Linked DNA regions of Zea mays: region 2 is linked to region 1. Evidence: chromatin contacts called from public Hi-C data. All regions are on one chromosome and are shown on one strand. Each heading gives the region's core, a stretch centred on a gene start, on an enhancer-like site or on the middle of the called end of the contact. The rest is flanking DNA. Distances are from core to core; before and after follow the strand shown.

Evidence for each region. A called contact is a pair of places that touch in the nucleus more often than the background predicts.
Region 2: a contact with region 1 is called in a Hi-C map of leaf, with 4 times the contacts expected there. The contact joins the promoter of NNR1 here to the enhancer-like site in region 1. A contact is called at or near these places in 4 of 25 Hi-C or Micro-C datasets (ear, leaf and tassel).

Annotation. Positions count from the first base shown.
Region 1 is chr4:58,605,952-58,611,300 of Zm-B73-REFERENCE-NAM-5.0, reverse strand. No RefSeq gene overlaps it. Among protein-coding and RNA genes, the nearest start is that of LOC103653283, 170 kb to the right of the region's middle. Within about 2 kb of position 2,205, at least 17 of the 20 cell types and tissues checked have an H3K27ac peak or open chromatin away from gene starts, as enhancers often do. A contact at or near this core is called in ear, leaf and tassel, where this site is marked.
Region 2 is chr4:58,902,705-58,908,053 of Zm-B73-REFERENCE-NAM-5.0, reverse strand. It overlaps NNR1 (nitrate reductase [NADH]-like), which reads right to left and starts at 2,304. Exons shown (of 4, transcript NM_001305856.1): 1 at 1,129-2,304; 2 at 905-1,045. The coding sequence starts at 2,155.

The sequences.
Region 1 (5,349 bases), core at 956-3,455:
TCACATGAGAGATCATCGTGTGCCTAATGGACACGGCGACGATGGAGGCATCCTGAGGCAAGGCACCGGCAGGCGGCTTGTGCGCGTGCACGTGGCCCACGCGCTCGATGGCGGCGGCGCCCTCCTCATCCGTGGGAACGCGCGACCCTAGCCTCCATCGACGGGGCGCGCCTTGCGGAAGTGCGCGCACTGGTAGTAAGCCACGGCGGTGGAGTCAACCATCATGGTGGCCATGGTGGAGCACATGGCCACGAGGTCCGCGTAGGGGAAACTGATGGTCCTGGCGCTGTTGCCACAGGCTGGCACGAGAGCGTCGAAGGGCGCGGGCAGGATGTGCACCATGTCGGTGGTGAGGATGACCCCCGTGGAGAACGCCTTGACGGCAAAGAAGACGTCCCCATTGGTGCGCGGCGTCGAGGCGGAGCGGCCCAGCAGCGGGACCAGCACCCCCGCCGTGCCCGACGCCAAGATGGACGCCACCGCCACGAGCTTCAGCCGCTGCGCCTCGCGCGCATCCTCCTCTCTAATCTCCGTTGCCGCGAATGAGATGCTCCACCTCCTCACCAAGAAGCGCCCCACCGACTTCCCATCGCCCACGGTGCCCGACATGGTACCTCTACCTAGTACTACAGCACCCAGGCGTTGTTGGTTGGTAAAACCCCTCCCTTTTATGCAAGAACTCGGGGAGATTGTCGGCTATCTATCGGGGGCGAGGGAGTGAGACGAGGGAGGATAGCAGGTATCCGGAAGGGGGCGACAATATCATGGGGAGGGAGCGGTGTGGGGGGAGGACGGCGGGCTCACGGGAGCCGCACGAAACGGAGGGGGCGCCCGGGCAGGGGCGTCTATTGCAGGGGGGGAGGGGGCGGGCATTGCGTGGCGGGCGGGACAGGCAAAGCGAGGCAGGGGTAGGGGTGAGGGTATATGGTTGTGCTGTGGTCTACACTATTAACTTAATAGATAGTAGATATTTTAGTTTAAAAACTAGCCGTTAAATATTCCATTATAGTTAGTTTTACCAAACTAGTATACTAAAAATGCATGTTGATTATTAAAGTAACCATATAATAATTAATATTTATTAGCTTGATATATTTAAATTTTATGGGTGGTCAATAAAAATTATACTAATTTTGTTGGATGGAGAAAAGCACAGAAGAATCTATGCTAGAGCGCTGCATTTGATAAGGCAGGCGCCGGGCCCCTGGCGACGAGGTACGTGGAGGCGGGAGTGACTGAGAGCGGGAGAAAAGAATGAGAGGGAGAAAAAGGCACGAATGACGGTGTAAAATGCATAATTTATGTTGATTGTCTGACAGCACCTGACAAAAAATATTAATTTTTATTGACTGTTTAAGGACTCACGAAAATTGGCTAATTTTTGTAGGCATAGCTAAAAACGCATATAATTTATTTCGGCCTACAAAAGTTTCGGTTTTTGTTGTTGTGTTAGCATCGGTTGATTGCAAAAATGGATACTAAAGGATATCTAGTTTGGACCAAAGTTTTTAGTTTACACGTAACTACAGTCTTCTCTTCTTCTACACTATAATTAGAATAATTTATCTCCAAACAGGCGTTGAATTGGACTAATGTAAAATATATTATAGTTGTGTCATGAATTACAATAAACCGTGGTATTATAAACTGTGGTTTTGAGAAAAAATAATTTCCAAACAGGCCCTAAATCTTATTTTGGTACCGGTTCTAATTTAACTAGGACTACTATCAGAGTCTGGATTCTTTTTTTCGGTAGTAATTTACTTTTTCTATGAGAAATTTAGATGATCAGATGTGTAAAAAATGCAACCATTGCACCAACGACTTTTAGTTTCTAGATGTTTTTTCTCCTTTTTGCGAGAATTTATTAGATTGTTACTTTGTGAGGGCGTCGAACGTGGAGGCTTAAGGAATGGCTTCAATTCAAATAGTAATAATAAAATTTCATGCAAGATCCACTCAAAGCTGTCTGTTCATCCAGGAGAAATGAATTTGTCTCTTCCATCGCCATGAAAACATGCATGGCGATGAGCAATTTACAGTTCACTGCTACGTACTGGAAGCTCTTGGAGTGCAAGGGGCCGGCACAAGGTCGGGTCGAGTCGGTGACTGCGTGCGGCCTCGCCGCGGAGGGTGGCGCATGGAGCACGCAACGGCCAAATTGAGACGCGCGCCCGCGCGGCAGGCATAGCCAGCCCTGGGTGGCCTGGCCTCTCCCGATCAGCCGCGCGCACGTCGCATGGCCGGCTCTGGCTCGTAACGGGGGGCCAAGGGCCGCCGCGGTTTCCTGAGCTTGTGCTTTGCGTTGCGCGCCGCGCGGGAAACGCTACACAGCCGGCGGGCTGGCGCCTCCCCCGGATGCAGTCAAAGCTGCTACAGACAAGCAGGCCACAGAACACGGCACCACCACGGATCTAAGGCCATATATGCCCGAGAGATATCAAAAACGGTTCTCCAATTATAAAGATAACTAAGAAACTATATTATACAATAAAGTGTTTATAAATGTAGTCTATTAATAAATACAGAAATAAATGTGTTTGTACAACGTTGCTACTTGGTTTAAGAGCTAGACACGTCACTTCGCGGAGATACGGCTCCACGATTTTTTGCAAATAACACCTCAAGAGTCTCTACATTAAACACCATTGTACATGCCCTAAGCGACGGATCCAGTTATACGTGTGTCGAGTGTTGTGGACGCACGCTACCACAAACGCGCCCGTGCGCATGCACACAGGTATGGATGTACATGATCGGGCCGAACTGGGTCTTGTACCTTATGTTCCAGGTATGATCCGTCGTTTCGCTTTTTATATGCTAGGTTGGCCTAAAGAACTTGTCATAGCCAACAAGCTGATCTAGCTCACAACTTAATTTGTAGAACCTGTACCAACTATGGTGTTTCGTAGCAGCTTATCAATTTAAATGCTTCTTAGAACGAAGTAAAAGTAGACAATGAGCCAACTTCTCAGATAAGCAGCTTCTTCAACAAAAAGCAGTTGCTCTAACCCAGAACCAATGATATAGAAATAGGGGGGAAAGAGGAATACAAGAGGTATAGAGGTGGTGATGATCACCTAGCGTGCTTGTCACCAATGACCTTACAGAGAGCTATGGAGGTGTTCGACGTAGTTGGTCCAAAGGAGCTTGACATTGATCCATAAAAGGCCGGTGCATGCGCTCGCTCATAAGGAGTTAGGCAATGGATTTGAAGAAGATCTAGAGTAGGCCACCGTGCTTGCCTCCAAAGAGCTTTACCACAACACCAAAATAGTGAACTTCCTAGAGCCTAAACCCTAGAAAGTTAGCCCTAAACTCTAGGAAGTTAGCGAAACTCTCGGAAGTTAAGCCACCCCGTCGGAAGTTTGGCTCTCGGAATTTTTTTGTCGGAAGTTAGCTTAACTTTCTAGAGCCCTCTAGAAAGTTAGCTAACTTGCTACAGCCAATGAAGCCTATCGGAAGTTAGTAGGTTCTCGGAAGTTAGTAGCTTCACGCCATCAGCTGACTAACTTTCTACGACTAACTTCCTACGGCTGACTGTAGCCCCTAGGAAGTTAGCTGGCTAACTTTCTACGTCTGACTGTAGCCCCTACAAAGTTAGCTAGCTAACTTCCTACGGCTTAATAAGCCTCTAGGAAGTTAATTTGACCAGCATTATAAATGTTGTTTATATTTTACACCACATTCCACAACATAACAAATATATCAACAGCTATATAGCACAACATATTTTCACATAAAACATCTCACACACAATCACATATCAATATTTAAATCCATAGTCTCATCAATTACATCACAAAAGTCTCATCCATAGTCTCATCAATTACATCACAAGTCTCATCCATAGTCATAATAAGACACATCTCATCATCCAGTACTAATAGGAGACAATATCTCATACATAGTCATAATAAAAGTCTCAAGTATCAGAATGCAAAAACATGGAAGCTCACGGTCGCCGATCACCATCGGGTTACAGTGAAGAGTGATGGTCGATACCTCCACTGTTGAAGAGGGTTTCGACAAAGTCTAACCCGTCGTCTTGTTCATGCGTCGGCAAGGTAGCTGGATGGGTCTAATATACATGTACAAATGGCATTTGCTGAGTTACATCATAATATAACTAACAATAAGTAAATGATGATGAATATGCATACCTGATGTTCGGTAGATGGATATGTAGGTATAGGTGGAGGTGAAGACCAAGGATAATGAATGGGAGGTGGTGGTGGGGGCACCGGGATGTGTATCCCTTGGGCCTATGCTAGTTGCAACAAATTTGTCGAACTCATTCACATCAGCGTTTTAAATCAATACATATCTTAAAGTGAAAGTTATTATCTTTTGAACTTACTTGTATGAGTGTTTGTTGTTGCTGAATCTGCGTAGCATAATATTCATGTTGCGCAGCTTGTTGCTTCAAGTAATCCTGATGTCGCCTAAGTTCTTCTTGCATTTGCTCCACTTCTGCTGGATCTTGAGTGGAGCGACGGGAGCTACAAGCAGGAGACCTCGATGAACCTCCACGTTGAACCCTCACCTGGCTCGAGTCGATGACATTAGCAAACATTGTGTACCTACAAAACAAGTAACATCACGATAGATTAAGAATACATGTATTTCACTCAACCAATGAAACAATATAAGATATGTAGAGTCCTCACCTTCCATGAGGTTTTCCACCACTTGCATACACAGCCTGAGGATCAATAGGTGAGGTCCTCTAGTCATAGTCTGGTCCGTGCTGACTAGACATCGCCTCGCCATATGCAGCCTCATACAAAAGAACAGTGCAATCTTACATACAAACATCCATATAAACAAAACCTACTAAACATTTCCAAACACTCACCACATGATCTGTTGCCTTTTGGCTGCACAACACATCTGGATTTGTATGATCTGGTCCTCTGTGCCCCCTAAGGTATATTTGAACATCACGGGGCACTGCACCAGTGCTAGCTTCCTGTATGTACATTTGACAAATATTATAACCAGAAATTACAACAAGTCAACTACAATCAACAAAAATGGTTTAAATTGTACTTACCATTCGTTTTGCCAAATGAAAGTGATCACCACCTCCATACCTGTGATACGACTCGGTTCCACGATTAGAACTGTGTCGCACAGACTTTGCCTTGAATTCAGCCGAAGCCCAGTAATGACATAACGCACGCCAAGCAGCATCATTGGCAGCTATCCATGGAATCGAATGCTGCATGAACACAATTCATTTATAAGTAACTGTAATATCTAGAAGCAATGGAAATTTTTTCAACACAAGCAAAAACATCAACTACCTCAAGATATTGTTGCTTAGTCATATCGAGTCCATACTAT
Region 2 (5,349 bases), core at 1,055-3,554, 300 kb before region 1:
CTTGCAGCAGTGTGCATGGTTTTCCGGATCCCTTTAATCTATATAGCTACTACTACTATAATCATATCTGTGGGAATCTATACATGCACTCATTATTGGTCTCTGTTCCGTTCAAGTATAGTACTGTAATTAATCATGAAAGGGTCCCTACTATACTTTTGTTTGCACACATGAGTGACACATCGACTGCATGCTGCTTAGTACCATCATCAGCGCCCCATGCATGCATGCATCTGGACTTCCTCAGCAGTCAAATTGAAGCGCACGCGTTTCTTGCTACGTCATGTATCCCGTTTAAGTTTGGTATTGTCAACCTTCATGGAAGAATCGATCTCTGTGGTCTGTGAGATATGTGTATGGCATTGACAGTTCAATACATTTAAGATCCTTGTGTGGTGCTGATCGTCATCATTGGGGGTTTTTTTTTGCAGTGAACTGCTTAACTGATTTGTGGGAACGATACAAGTGTTTGTATAGAAAGTTATCAAATGTTTGAAAGCTGTTTATTGTATTAGGTGAAAATTTAAAACTGACCACGGATTAAAAAGGCCCCCCTCTCTTCAGACGCGTCTCTTCAGAACACCACCGGTCATGGTCATGGATGTCTCCTAGCTAGTCAGTCTCTCTCTCTTTTACTGAATTATAAGAATACGACAATATATGACAGCCTAGCTATCTAGTTCAAGATGCGTGCATGGATCTAACTTGATTATACTATGTTTAGGTCAAACAGGGCTACGAGACACATAACGATGCATGGATGAGAGATACTCCTATTTATTGGGTTATTATATACTTACTATATATGCCAAGTTTCATATATATTCAGTTTGTAGTACCTGCAGCTAACTACTTACTAAGTCAAAAGTAGGAAAAGTCAGTGATGCATGTCTGTTTTTTTTACCGGAGTAGGCGTATCCTTTCATGGTGTAGCCGCGCTGTGTGGTAATGCTGTTGATGGGCAGGATCTCGTCGTGCCCCGGCGTCGTTATCACCGAGTTTATGTTCAGCTCGTTGATGATGTACTCCGGCTTGTACCACCACGCTGCTCAATCATTTGCAATAGCAAAGTCAGACATCATTTTTTTTGCTTGAGTAGTAATAAATTAAACATGAACTGCTAATTACCTTCTGCGTTGGCGAGCTCGGCGTCGACGTGCGACGGCAGGACGCGGTTGTCCTTGAAATGGTAGTAATTGTCGGACTCGGCGGGGGTGACGATGATGCGCTTGAGCCACTTGACCATGCGGCCACCGATGCAGCCGGGGATGATGACGCGCACGGGGAAGCCGTGGTCCGGCAGCAGCGGCTCGCCGTTCTGCATGTAGGCGAGCATGATGTCCCGCGACGGGTCCAGGGCCCACTCGCGCGTGACGCTGGTGCCGTACTTGGATCCCCCGCCGCCGGGGAGGTCCTCGGCGCCCTCGAAGCACACGTTGAGGGCGCCGCCCTTGCGGGGCACGATGCCGCAGCGGCGGAGCACGTCGCGGAGGCGCGCGCCGCGCCACACGGACGTGGACACGCCGGCGGCGCCCCAGTTGAAGCCCACCGTCTGCTGCACCATGTTCTGCTCCTTGCGCCGGTTGCCCGCGCACGCCAGCGTCACGGGGATCTCCACGGCGGGGAAGTCGCGCGCCAGCTCCTCCATGGTGAGCCGCGCGGGCCGCCTCACGAGGCCCGTCACCTCCACGGTCCACGTCGCCCAGTCCCCCCGCGGCACGGCGCCGTGGTTGCGCACGTAGTGCAGCGGCGCCGGGGTGATGAAGCCGTGGTGCATCAGCCGCGCCAGCGGCGGCTCGCAGTTGAGCGGGTGCTTCCCCGTCAGCCTCACCAGGCACGGGTTCCGCTCGATCCACGCGTCCGCGGTGCCTTCGTCGCGCGCGTCCTGCACCGCGGGCTCCACCTCCAGCTGCAGGTGCGAGCCGTACAGCTCTCGCCAGTCCTCCTGCTCCTCGTCCTCGTCGTCCGACGCGTCGTCCAGCCTGCGCGGCGGGGAGACGAGGGGAGGGAAGCTGCAGCCGCGGACAGGGGAGTCAGCGCGCCGCGGGAGGTGGCTTGCCGGAGGAGGGTACGCCTTGGCGCCGTTCGTGGCCACGCGCACTGGCGAGGAGCCCGGCTCCAGACGCCCGAACTGCCGGGGCTCCACAGCGGCCATTTCAGGGAGATGGGTTGCCGGCGTACGTTCTGGTTTCTGGTGATGAGCCAGTAGTTGCAGCTGGCCTGGGAAGGCTGGAATGGAAGAGAGGGCTCGGTATTATTGTCTGTGGAAGGCAGTACGACAGGCGTATGTATATATACACACACGGGCGCGGGTGCTCCAGCGTGACATGGCGCCTCAAAGTCAGTGTGCGCCATAGGTTTTTCTACACCCAGCAGACCAGCACCCTAACGCTTGGTACTTTGTGTTGAATTGCTCAACGCCACGAAAATAATGTTGATTTTGTGATTATTGGCTGGTGGCTGCCCTTGCAATACTATTTACTCTAAAATGTCTGTACCAATTTATAATCCGTTTCACCTTTTTTGACAAGTTTGACCGGCTGGTCTTATTCAAAAATTTTATGAAAAATTGAAGAATTTAAAGACATACTTGGAGTATATTAACAATAATTATGAATTTTTTTGAATAAGACAAACCGATCAAACTTGGGATAAAAAGTTAAACGAATTATAAATCGGAACGGAGTGAGTATTATTTTAGGCCTAGTTCATATATATTTCGTGCCTAGTTCATATATATTTCGTGTTAATAGTTAGCTTGCTAGCTATTAGCTGGTTTGGTCTAACTCATAGGTTGTTACCGATAGTAAAATTGATATTTTATTATTAATTTAATCCATAAAAATAGTAGTAAATTTATGACAACATATATGTGCATATGTAAAGTATAATTTGATCATTACAGTGGCAATCATGACGAACATACGAAAGGTTAGAGGGCACGAATATCTTACTAAATTTTTGTACAGTAAAATTAGAGATATACGCATCATAGGGCCTTGTGCTTTAGACACCGATGTCTCCATATGCACTAGTTGACCTAGTGTATTACTCGAAGTCACGGACCATAATCAATGCAAATTTGCAGTATAGTCCCTCAAAGATCCACCAGAAGGAAGATGATGTAGTCGACAGGAACAAAATTGGGTAGTTATACAAGATGTCCACAAAAACCTGATCCCCCGACACACTAGAGCAAGTGATGGAGATGCAAGCATTGTTTTAGAGACCTGCTCTTCTAATCCTCAGTGCATGCAGAGGACCAAAATGAAAGTAATTAGAAAGGTACTCAATAGAGGAGAGATAGATAGAGAGAGAGTGCCTTATGTGCCTCGTACCCAAGAATTGTTCGACACTCCACACTTAACATACGGTGATCATGGCCAAAGAGGTGGAAATCGTAGCAGAGACTTTGAGCGATGGAATAATGGATAAAGATTGTGGCAGATATTTCCTCTGTATGTTATTGGGAAGTGGCATGCCCTGATCCTATGCACATCACATAGCGTCTCGCCATGCCACGGCTTGGCCACGGTACACGCGTGTGACATGCCTTAATCCCTCTTAACTTCACAATAGGTGCATACATAGTCCATACATTTAAGTTGAGTCAATAATTAGTCAAAATCCCATATAGGACTAAAACAATATTGCACCACAACATTAAAAATATGAGCCAAACCTATATTAAATCTCATAATCTCACCAAATTTCTGAGCACATATGAAATGTTCTCGATTCACTATTGTTTGATATACCAGTGTTCCGATGGAGATAGTTAAGTTGAACGTCAACTTAGTTAGAGATTACACTTCATCACAACTAAATAACAAACTATGCCTTGAATTGACACTTTTGTGCAAAATAAAATTCAAATAAGTTCTTTATTGATACTAGGTTGGATAAAGCATCCCTTCTAGTTGAAGCATAGAAGTGAAACTCCTGAACCTTTCATGTACCTATAGACCACCTAAATCATATAATCTATGACTAGCAGTCCAACTCATATAGGTATATTTATCAAGAGTTGTCATGTAGGACATCTTTACTTCAACAAGCCACTTGGAAAACGTTAAGGTGAAAATCAGTCTGCCTTATGAAAAGGAAAGGCATACATCTTACACAATATGGACCTTGTTTAGGGACTTTCCTCATAATCTAACACTAGATTTTTTTAGCATCATACTTCACAAGATCTACTATTACATAGAATAGGTTGTCAATATGATAAACTTCATCTGGGTATTAGGCACATCTCACTAGATGCTCTATCTATCACATTATAGGTCACTCCCTTAATGAATTTGTTGACGAATAGCTACCACAAGGGTTCTATCATGGCCCATTAGGCTAGCACCTCGTGTCATTCTCTTGGACGACGTGGTGCATACTTAGGTCAATGCATGTGTCCACAAAGTTGCTATCACATACTCCTATCACATGAGAAATAATTGCATGATCATTTATATAGTTATAGACACAAACCAACCATTAAGATCCATGTAACCATTTATCATATAGTCATAAATACTTTAACAAGTTGCATTGGGTTGTAAGAAGTGTAAATAATAATTAAGGTTGCAAGTAAACATGTTTATACTAATAACCCTTTGCACTAGTTTTCTCTTAGTATCTAGTATTGATCATTAGAGTAACTATAGCTCATAGGGAAAGCCCATCCCATTGTTTAGTAATCTTGAGCTTCACCAAAGCTTGGCTTGGACGTTCACCAAGTATGAAGTACGTGTAATAGCTTAATGGTAGTTTTGTGAGTATAATTATTCTTAAATAACGTATTCCAACATAAAATTTGGTGGATGCCAATAGGATTGGTAGGTATTTATACTTTGCATAAAAGCATGATGTTTGTTAAGAATATGAAATGAGCATGAGACTAGTACTTAAATTTTGATTAGAAATAAGAATGTATGACACTGAGTGATCCATGTAACATCTCATAAACAAGTTCATTTCTACACTGAGTCTAGAAGAAAGAACAACCAGATCAATTCTATTCAAAAAATTTAGTCTTTTGAAATGATCTCTATGACAATATTTCTAACATGGATAAAGGGGCTAACGAGTAGGTTGTTAGTCCATCGGCTTGAATGTCAACCCATGCTACATGCTACACCGACACTACTCACCATGATGGTTGATCCATTGTCTACAACGATGACAATGACAACAATCATGATGGTGATGAGAGTGGTGATGACGGTATTCCATGGGAAAAGAGTAATGAGGACGAGGATTGGGTGGCTGTGTCTCTCTTTCTTCTTTTTCTCTCTTTTTAGTGCTTGTTGCCAAAGGGGGAGAATGAGATGGGAGGAGGTACAACTCGCACTT